Linked DNA regions of Mus musculus: region 2 is linked to region 1. Evidence: chromatin contacts called from public promoter capture Hi-C data. All regions are on one chromosome and are shown on one strand. The core of a region is the stretch at or near the end of the contact, and the rest is flanking DNA. Distances in the headings are between cores, read along the strand shown.

Region 1 (4,948 bases), core at 1,456-3,955:
CAGCCAACCCACTGAAAACAGAGCTATGGTCCTCTTCATTCATTACCTAGGATGCAGCCCCACTCTGCCACTTCTGGTTTGCCCAAACTACCCACATTAGGGCATCAGATTATACTAGCATAGTAGGCAGTCAGAAAACATTTAGGAGGTTGGGGTACATGAAGAACAAGTTAACGAGTGTCAAACCTGGGTGGCTGCGCTCACAGACCATCCCAGATCACACTAAGCAATCTCCTGTCTCACCCTCACTGTTGCCCAAGCTGGCCTTGAATGCCTTAAACAGCTGAGACTGCAGGTATGTGGCACCACGCCCAGCCTTCCACGACAGATCTTTCAGAGTTAGGTACTGTTCTAGGACCAGATAGACAGGGGCAGAAAACACAAGACCAACATCTCTGTCCCCTAAGAGCTCGGGGATCAGGCCCATAGGCTATGCTCCTGTCTCAAAATGGCCATTTCCTAACAGGAGAGCCACCCAGAGTCTGCAGAGGTAAGCACTTGCTCTCCCTGGCTGGGCCTGAGCATCCATCCCATCATTATGGTTCTTCAACAGTGTCATTATATCAGACACACAACAGCAGACAAGGAAGACCGCAGTCTGGAGGCTGCTAGGCAGGCTCCCACTGGCCAAGAGTGCTCTCCACACAGATGCAACAACATTTTGAATGAGTTACAATGAATGCCCCAGCTTTTCTTCACCTGTCAGATGGACAAAGCGAAAGCCTAGATGATTCTGTGGAGACTAAGTCCCATCTGGCCACTCCACCACCCTCTCCTGCTTTGGTGCTGGGAGTACACACAGAAAACTTCAGTCTACTTTGAAGAATCTCACCCAAAACTGTCCTGGACAAGTCCTTTCCCCCTGCAGACTAAGGTCAGGGGTTCAGACCCCCAGGCCCGTTTCCAGCCAAGAGCAATAACATGAAAACCTGTCTTGCCTATGCTTTTAATCAATATATAGAAAGTTTACTAGCCAATCAGACTTAGTCATCCCCAATACAGTTGCTGCACCCTTGCTAAAACAAGGCACAGGGTACCTCAAAACCATCTAGGGTCCAAAATCCCCTCCTAAATATCGACCAGGCAGGAGGGGAGCCACCTGTAAGGCTACACGGAGCAGGTGGGTTGCCTTCCCTCTCAGCCTACCTTACAAGGCTTCCTTGACCATGTGAGGTAGTTCTCTGGCCCTTCCACCACCAAAGATGGTGGGCCTGCTCTGCAGGTATCCAGGTAGATTAGGGGGTGCAGGGGTATGGGGGAGGAGGGAAGTGACACATCTAAGGCTCCTCAAATAAGTTGCTAGCATAGTGTGCCTGTCTTCATTACCAAAACAAACACCATGAGTGGAGTCCGGGAGCTCTCCGGCCTGTGAGTTTCTGCTCACCTGCTCCGAGGCACCTCCATAATCAGCAGTCCCAACTCTAACAAGCTGACAGTTCAGGGGGAAAGGAAGGCTGCGCCTGCTAGGATGCATCGTGTCCAGGCCGTAGGTTGGGCTGCTGAGCTCCGTGTCCCCCTAGCCCCAGGGCTGCGGCCTCACAAGAGCAATTGTGAGTTCACCCCTGTCCAGTTGGCTTACCAACCCGTCAGCACTCTGCTCCCCACTCAGGCAGGGCACCCCTCAAGACGCGCTCTATTAGCCGCACTACCACTAGGCCCTCCCAAGGGAAATGCCCTGTTCTGCCTTCCGGGCATACAGATGCCGCCCTTCTCTCCCTCGCTCGCCTGCTCACTCACACCGAAGCGGCCTCCCCAGAAAGGGGCAAACCTAGGAAAGGCTCAGTACCCAGACCACCCCCACCCTGGCTGGGGCTCTCCCCCGCTCGCCAGAGGCTGCCCAGAAAGAGCCTCCTAGGAACAGGAGAGGGGACACCTGGGTCAGGAGCAGGACACGGAACAAGCAGGGTCTAGATGGGAGGGTGAGAGCAGCGAAGGGCTGACGCAGGCTAGGCTAAGTCGTGAGAAGTCGGGGGAAGGGGACGGCTAGGGCCGGGGACAGGGAGGTGCAGGGAGGGGGGGAACACAGCTGGAGTAGAGAGGCCACACTTGAGGACCGACCGCAGAGAGAAGATTCCATGACGGTGAAGGAAACAAACCTAGGCAGAGTTCACTGGAAAGGGCTTATCGGGGTGCAGACTGGGGCCATGGAGAGGAGAAGAGTTTGGGGGAAGGGGACCTAGACTGGACCACTGGAGCGAGAACCACGGTCCTAGCCTGGGCCCTGGGGCCGAGGCAGGAGCCCAAGTACAGCCCATGGGATGAAGGCCTGCGAGAGGGGTGCCCGGCCTGGCCCCTGAAGGAAGGAAGGTCTAGCCTGGGATAGGCGAGACTAGCCTGGACTTGCAGGGAGAAGAACTGGGCTCCACATGGAGCCCAGGGCGGGGTCATAGGCTATCAGGGCCTCCCGCCGCCCACTCCGGACCCGAAGAGTGGCGTCTGCCTAGGGTCCGGGACCCCGCCCCTCCCCCACCCCGGATCCCCACCCTTCCCGGGCCGGGCGGGTCGGCGAAGGAGTGGACGCGAGCTCCGGCGGTGAGAGGGGTCCCGGGATGGAGCCGTGAAGGGGTCCCTTTACCATGGTGGCGGCGGCGGCGACGGTCCCTGTCCCGGCGTCTGTGGCTCTCCCCCCCGCAGCAGGGCCCTGCGCTTCCACTTCCCCGGGTGCCCAAGAGTGAACATCCGGGTCAGCGCCCCCCTCCCCCCCCCACCCCCCCGCGCCGGGCAGCCACCACCTTCCTTCCCCGCCCCGGCCAGCCCGACCCGCCCCCCAGCCGCCAGCTCCCGACCAATGAGAGCGCGGGGCCGCAGCGATCGCCAAGTATGGAGCGCCGCGCGGGGGGCGGGGACGGGGGCAGGCCCTGTGGTCGAGTGGGCGTGTCCTGTCTCAGGAGGGGCGGGCCAGGCGCAACGCTCCTGCGCGGCCAGGGCTGTGGCGTTCCGGAGGGACTGGGTCTACTTGCGTCCCTCCTCTGACTGTCAGCCTCGCTTCTCGCAGCTGCAGGACGCGGGCTAGCTGAGGGTGGAGCGGTTCACTGGTTCCCCTGGGCGGAGGATGCGGAAGGCGCCGAAACTAGGAGGGGACCGGCCCTCCGCAACCCACCCGGACCCGGAACTGGTGCGCCGGACGAGGCCCGGCCCCTACAGAGCGAGCGGAACCTGCATGGGGAAGCCGGCTCTGCCGCCCCTGTTGCTGAACACCTGCTATCAGGACCAGGCGGGCAGCTTTTAGGTACCAAAAGATGACAAGTGAATAAGCCATAAGGATCCCTGCCTGCACTTCATAGCTACCAGAGTAGTTGTGGGAAAGACCCGGGTAAGAAGACTAGAACATTTGGGTTCAATAAATGCTGTTTCATATACTTTTTTACATTATGTACAGAGAATCAGCCCGTTTCCCTAAATGAGTATCTCTCTCGAATCATATAGTGACTCAGAAATCCCTCTTTGTTTTCAGGTCTGAAGATTGAACGTAGAGCCTCAGGCAGGCTAGGCTAAGCTCTTCCACTTAACTGCAGCCCCAACCAGAAATTTGCTGTTCAAAAGAGTGAATTTTGTTTTGTTATCTAGAACTCAGGAGCCCTAGAATTGCACGTTTTGTTTATAACAACCCCCTACACGGCTTGCTCACCCTCCGTTTAGAGTCATATCAGGTCCTGAGAAGAGATCAGAAAACATCTGAGGGGAAACTGTGCCCTAGGCCTCTGAGCTTATAGTCAAGTGAAAGCTTGCAGGGACAGCCACCAGCAAAGAAAGCGTCCAGGTAAGTCTCTCAAGAATGACATAGACCAATATTACAGGAGTTCAGAGAAGGGAGTGGCACTTAGAAGGTCATTACACCGGAAGTATTTATCATGTAGCTATTGGCCAAGCACTGTGTAGGAAGCAGGCTGGAGAAATTACAGCTTTGAGCAAAATAGCCCATGATGGCATATGGCTTGTGGGTAAGATTTCACCTCCAGGAATAGAGCCTCTTACAGCCTGGGTAAGTACCCCTGTCCTGAGTTAAGGCCCCTTCAAGCTTGAAACCTGGTCAGAGACCAGGTACCCTATCTAATAAAGTATTGGGGGTGAGATGTGGAAAAACAGTGGATAGAGCAGGTAGACAGACGAGCCCTGTGGTGGTATTTTGGAGGATGGTCCAAGGGGGCTTTAACTCAGAAACTAACGCTTGACCAGATAGCTGAAGGTGGGGATGGAGCAGACCATGCGCCCATTGTCAGCACCTAGGTATCCACAGAGGCCACTGTGGCCAGCCTAAATTGTGTGTGAGCAGCAAACTGCAGTGAGCCTACTGTGTGCTGGACTACAGGGTAACTAGGGAGGGCCTCAGAAAGCTATTTGTGTGTCCCAGACAGTTTTATTTTAATGTCAGAGAAACAATACCTGAGGTTACCCTCAGTTTCCCACATACATGCCTTCCTGCATGGGAACAGACATAAAACACATGTACACACACACACACCGGGGAATTTTTTAAAGCATACATATTGGGCCTAGGGAAGTGCACTGTGGGTAAAGTGCTTGCTGTCCAAGCATAGGGACCTCTCTGATCCACAGCATGTAAAAGCCAGGTACAGCTAGCTGTGTATTGGAGAGATATTCCCAATGCTGTGTGAAAGGCAGGAGGATCTCTGGGGCTTGGTGACTAGCCAGCCTAGCCAAATGGCAAACTCCAAATTCAGTTAGAAAGGCCTATGGTGGTATATACCTATAATCCCAGCACTCAGAAGGCAGAGGCAGGAGGATCTCTGGGAGTTCAAGGCCAATCTACTCTACATAGCAAGCTCCAAGACAGCCAGGACTATACAGAGAGAAGACGAATTCTATGAGAGACGCTGGGTCAAAAAACAGGGTGGATGGGCTGGCTCAGTGGGTAAGAGGACTGACTGCTCTTCCAGGGGTCCTGAGTTCAATTCCCAGCAACCACATGGTGGCTCTCAACCATCTG
Region 2 (5,115 bases), core at 84-2,583, 1.9 Mb before region 1:
TTGGGAGGCAGAGGCGGGCAGATTTCGGAGTTCGAGGCCAGCCTGGTCTACAGAGTGAGTTCCAGGACAGCCAGGACTGCACAGAGAAATCCTGTCTCGAAAAACCAAAAAACTGAGCCAGGCGTGGTGGCACACGCCTTTAATCCCAGCACTCGGGAGGCAGAGGCAGGTGGATTTCTGAGTTTGAGGCCAGCCTGGTCTACAAAATGAGTTCCAGGACAGCCTGGGCTACACAGAGAAACCCTGTCTCAAAAAAAACCAACAAAAACAAAAAACCCAAAAAATCAACAAAACAAAACAAACATCAAACCGAGGCATTTTTCAAACCGTTGGTGGAGACCTCAGGCAGGTGAGTCACCGCAAAGCCGGGAAACATCATTTATGGCCCTTACTTGCTATCTGATGACATTCTTAGCCTTTATTGGTGAAAGCTGGCATTTGTACCTTCCAAAGGATTTACCTAATAGTCACAAGGATCTTAGGTCACATACAGAGGTGGCCAATAAATGGCTATTTAGAGGGTCAAGATAACTCAAAATCAATTCGCCTCCCAATCTGCCTTATTCTAGCTTTTCACAAGTGATCAACCTCGTGGAAGGATTAGGAGGTGTGTCCTCGTTGGAAAAGCTGTGATGGGGGTTTGGTCTTTGAGTTTTCCAAAAGCCCGTATCAGGCCCGGGTCACTGTCGTCCGTGCTCCCCTTCCTCCCGCCCCATCCCTGTGTGCTGTGGCCCTTCCACCCCCACCAGGATCATGACGTACAGCTCTCAGCTGCTTCTCTGGTATCACGCCTGCCTGCATGCCGCCATGCTCTCCCGCATGCTAATCATGGACTAAGCCTCTGAAACTGTAAGCAAGCCCCCAATGAAAGGATTTCTTTTTGTAAGTGTTGCCTTGGTCATAGTGTCTCTTCACAGCAAAGACAACCAGGAACTTTGGTTCACAACTTTGATTTGTACTCCTGTTGCGCTAAGCCACTGGGGCCTTGCGCACATAGTAGGTTATAAAAAGTTGTGGAGCGAGATTCCTCCAGAAGCCTCTGAGAACCTTCTGGGATTGGCGGGGACAAGGACATTCCGTCAGAAGGGCAGGGCTGCAGGGTATCTTGCATATCAGCCACCCTGGTCTAGGGTATAGAGTTTGAACTACAACCAGGTTCGGGATTAGGCTCAGATCAGCGGCATCTCGAGCTTCTCAGGTCCCACAGCAGCAGAGAGCAATCGCTTCACGGTCTGATCTGAGGCGCCCGGCAGAGGGCACTCGGGAGCGATCGGGGGGTCCCCCGGAGCTTCCGCTCTAGACAGAACTTGGTCATAGAGTCGCATCACTTCCGGTCCTGAAGGGGCGGGGAGAAGCCGGAAGTCCCGAGGGCTCGGGCGATAGAGATGGAGGAGAGTGAGTACGAGTCTGTTCTGTGTGTCAAGCCGGAGGTCCACGTCTACCGCATCCCGCCGCGGGCCACCAACCGTGGTTACAGGTGACCGTTCCTGGCTTAATCTTCCCGTCCCCCGCCCCGGCATGCACTGCGGGGGACGAGGACCGGTTGTCGGGTTTAGGGGCGGAAAGGATGGAGCCCTGTGGCTACTTTAATCGGGGCCAGACTTAGGAGGGGTCGCTGGCCCTGAGCCGTCAGCGGGACGCCGGCAACGGTCGCAGCCAGCTCCTGGGGACCCGAGAGCGCAGTGGGTTCCCTCGGCGGGGTCTACGGGTCGTGTCACAGCGCTAACCGACAGTCGTGACGGGATCCCAGAAAACCCTGCCACCCGCGGAAATCCCCGCCGGGAGGGCACGGGAGGGAACCCGGCCATCTGGGGGACCCGTCCCACGAAGCCCAGGGACGCTGTTCCTATCTCCGGCTCTCCTGACCCCAGTTTCACCCCTGATCACAACATACTTGCAGCTGGGAGGATACCGCCGCCCTTGTCTTGAGTGAGCGTCACCTGAGGCAAATAAACTCAAATGCCTGTAAACACACGGAGTGTCTCCGGAAGGGAACCCAGGACTCTAGTCTAGGAGAGGAGACACAAAGTTGGACACCTTCCCTAACTGAAAAAGATGAAAAATACGTGGTGTGTCCTGTGCCCTGTGGTGGGGTGTTGCTACTTAGGCTGGGTGGCTCTCGAAGGCGATGGGTGTCTGAGTTGTTTGGAAACAGGTCGTCGGGTACCACAAATGTGTTGGAGGGCCAACTCCATCTGCCCTTTGCGCTATGTAACACAGGCTCATAACATTTTCTGAATGGGTATCTTAGAACACTTAACTGTGTCGGTGCGATGATTTTAAAATAATATTAAAATGACAAGAATGGAGGTCAGCAAGCTACAGCTGCCTGTGCTTGCTTTTGCGTGTCTGGGTGTGGTGCGGGTGCATGCAGAAGCCACAGGAGTTCCAGCCAGTGTCTTGCTTTTTTCATGTCCGTTGTTCCCTTGAGGTGGCCCCTAACTGAAGCTGGGGTTGGCTGTTTTCATCTAGACTAGGTGTTCAGCAAGCCCAGTGAAACTCCTTTCTCTGCCCCACCCCACACAGTGGAGGGTCTACAGGTAGCTGGAGCCAGACCTGGCTTTTAGGCGCTAGAGATCCAAACTCGGGGCCTCAAGCTTGCTCATCTGCACCGAATCATCTCCACAGCTGTCTCCCTTTCCTTTCTTGTTATCAAACCGGAGATTGGCAGTCTACCCCTATCTGTTGGGTCTTCGTTCAGTAGACTAGGGTTAGCTTCTCTTGATCCTCCGGAGGGTGGGGTCACCAAGTATCCAGCCAGGCTGGTTTGATACAGAGGAAGCTGCCCGCCCTACACTCAACCTTTCGGGCTCTCCTTAGCCTGAATCTAAAGCCCGCGGCGCCAGGAAGAGGAACAGAAACTGAGCCTGCTGCCTTGTTAGCTGAAGATGTACATTCATGTGGATCTGCCACAGCTGCCAGCTAGAGTTCTAGAGAGCTGACAGTGGCTTTGCTTAGAACTTCCCAGAAAAGCCTTCTGAAAGTACCCATGGCATTTGCTGTTCAGGGGTTTCTCTTTGCTTCTGCTGCTGCTGCTGCTGCTGACGACGACACTGTTGCCTTCTAAAGGAGCCAAAGAAGGCATTGACGAGGGTCCTCGTTCCCTCCTACCTGGAATACAGCCGAGAATATCCTTCCTAGCCGCTCTTTCCTCCCCCGGACCCTCATGCACTTTTACACTCTTTCTACCAAAGATCCTGTCCCTCTGTACTCCCTCCATGGTCTCAAGGGTCCCCCAGCCGGTTGGTCCCGCTAGCTTGGCATCACAGTGCCTTAACAGACACAATAGGCCCGGAGCTGCTTCCTCTATGGACAGGAAGCTGGGAAGGAATTCCCACTTGGGTGAAGGTCTGTGGTCTTTAGAATAGGGGCCAGCAACAGCGGCTGCGTGTGGGCGTTTTGAATGCCAGCACGCTCCAACTGCCTGCAGTTTTGAATGGCCACAGGCTAAGAATAATATTTTGGACAACTTGAAATGACTGGAGATTTTGAAGACTGTTTCATAACGGAACAGTTACGAGCTTCGGATTCTGAGGACTTCCTGAGGGACAGCCTTGCCAAGAATAGCTATTACAGTTTTCATTTTTACATTTACTTTTTGTATATGTATGGATGTTTTGTCTGCGTGTATCACAGGACTCAAGTTACAGACCCTTGTTATCTGCTAAGTGGATGTTGGGAATCGAACTCAGGTCCTCAGATAGAGTAGCCAATGTTCTTAACTCCTAAGCCATCTTTCCAGCCCTGTAATAAGGACTTTTTTGTTGTTGTTGTTTTCTGTTTGTTTGTTTGGTTTTTCGAGACAGGGTTTCTCTGTATAGCTCTGGCTGTCCTGGAGCTCACTTTGTAGACCAGGCTGGCCTCAAACTCAGAAATCCACCTGCCTCTGCCTCCCAAGTACTGGGATTAAAGGCATGCGCCACCACGCCCAGCCAGGACTTTCTTTTTTTAAGTTTATTTACTTATTTATTGTGTTTATCTGTGTGGACACATTACTGTTACATAGATGTGTACTGTGTCTGGGTACATTGCTGTCACATCTGTGTGTAGTGTGTTTGTGTGGGCACACTGCTGTCACATCTATGTGGCGGTCAGAAGACAATGTGGGGACTTGTCTCTTCCCATGATGCCACACACCTTTAATCCCAGCACTCAGGAAGCAGTGGCAGGTGGATCTCTGTGAGTTTAAAGTCAGTCTGGTCTACAGAGGGAGTTCCGTGCCAACCAGGGCTACACATTGAGACCCCATTTCAGAAGAGAACGGTTTAAACCACATTTGTTGGTGTGTATCTGCGAGCTGGTGTAAGTTTGTGGTCTGTGCACGTGTGCTGTTGTGTGAGTGGCCTTCGGTGGACAGTTGGTGGGAGCTGGTTCTCTCCTGCCCTGTGGAGTTTCAGGGATGGGAAGCAGGTGAGTGGCTGGGCTGTGGTTCCTTTCCCTGCCCAGCCCTCTCACCAGCCCCTGCATGTGGCACAGCATCAGAATAGTCCAGTTGACCAGCAGAGGCTGTGTGGCCTGCGGGGATGGAGGTTTGCCGATATTGCACCCTTGAGCAGGCAGCCTCTCCCCATTCTCTTTCTCGGCATGGGAGGCATGGAGTAGGAGGCTCAGTGTCTTTTGTCCTCCTAGGGCCTCAGAATGGCAACTGGACCAGCCATCGTGGAGTGGCCGGCTGCGGATCACTGCGAAAGGGAAGGTGGCCTACATCAAGCTGGAGGACAGGACCTCTGGTAAAGGCTCAGGACACGAGTTAGGCTAAGATGTCTGAGCTGCCTCCCCCCCCCCCCCCCCCCCCCGTGGATGAGAGAGACTGCTCTGGCCAAGCCAGGCTGTTCAGAGCCATGGCAGGACCATTACTGCAAGATGAAGGCCTCTGGGTGCATCCAAGTGCTGACGTGCCGTGCTTATAATCCCAGAACATGGGAAGACCCTTTCTCACGCAACAAAACAAGGGTGTGTTTGATCCAACACAGAGGGCATTGTTGTTAGCGTATCTTTGAGTGTGAAGCCCAGCATAAAAGCTCCTGGCTCAAGCCAGGCAGTGGTGGCACATGCCTTTAATCCCAGCACTTGGGAGGCAGAGGCAGGTGGATTTCTGAGTTCGAGGTCAGCCTG

What was found. Promoter capture Hi-C pulls out the DNA fragments that hold promoters and counts their contacts.
Region 2: a contact with region 1 is called in a promoter capture Hi-C map of pre-B cells, with 2.9 times the contacts expected there. The contact joins the promoter of Necap2 here to the promoter of Capzb in region 1. A contact is called at or near these places in 1 of 39 promoter capture datasets (pre-B cells) and 1 of 115 datasets of contacts at active chromatin or transcription factors (pancreatic cancer cells).

What each region holds. Positions count from the first base shown.
Region 1 is chr4:139,190,656-139,195,603 of GRCm38.p6, reverse strand. It overlaps Capzb (capping protein (actin filament) muscle Z-line, beta), which reads right to left and starts at 2,705. Exons shown (of 9, transcript NM_009798.4): 1 at 2,576-2,705. The coding sequence starts at 2,578.
Region 2 is chr4:141,074,575-141,079,689 of GRCm38.p6, reverse strand. Necap2 (NECAP endocytosis associated 2) reads left to right here and starts at 1,333. Exons shown (of 8, transcript NM_025383.4): 1 at 1,333-1,477; 2 at 4,630-4,730. The coding sequence starts at 1,386.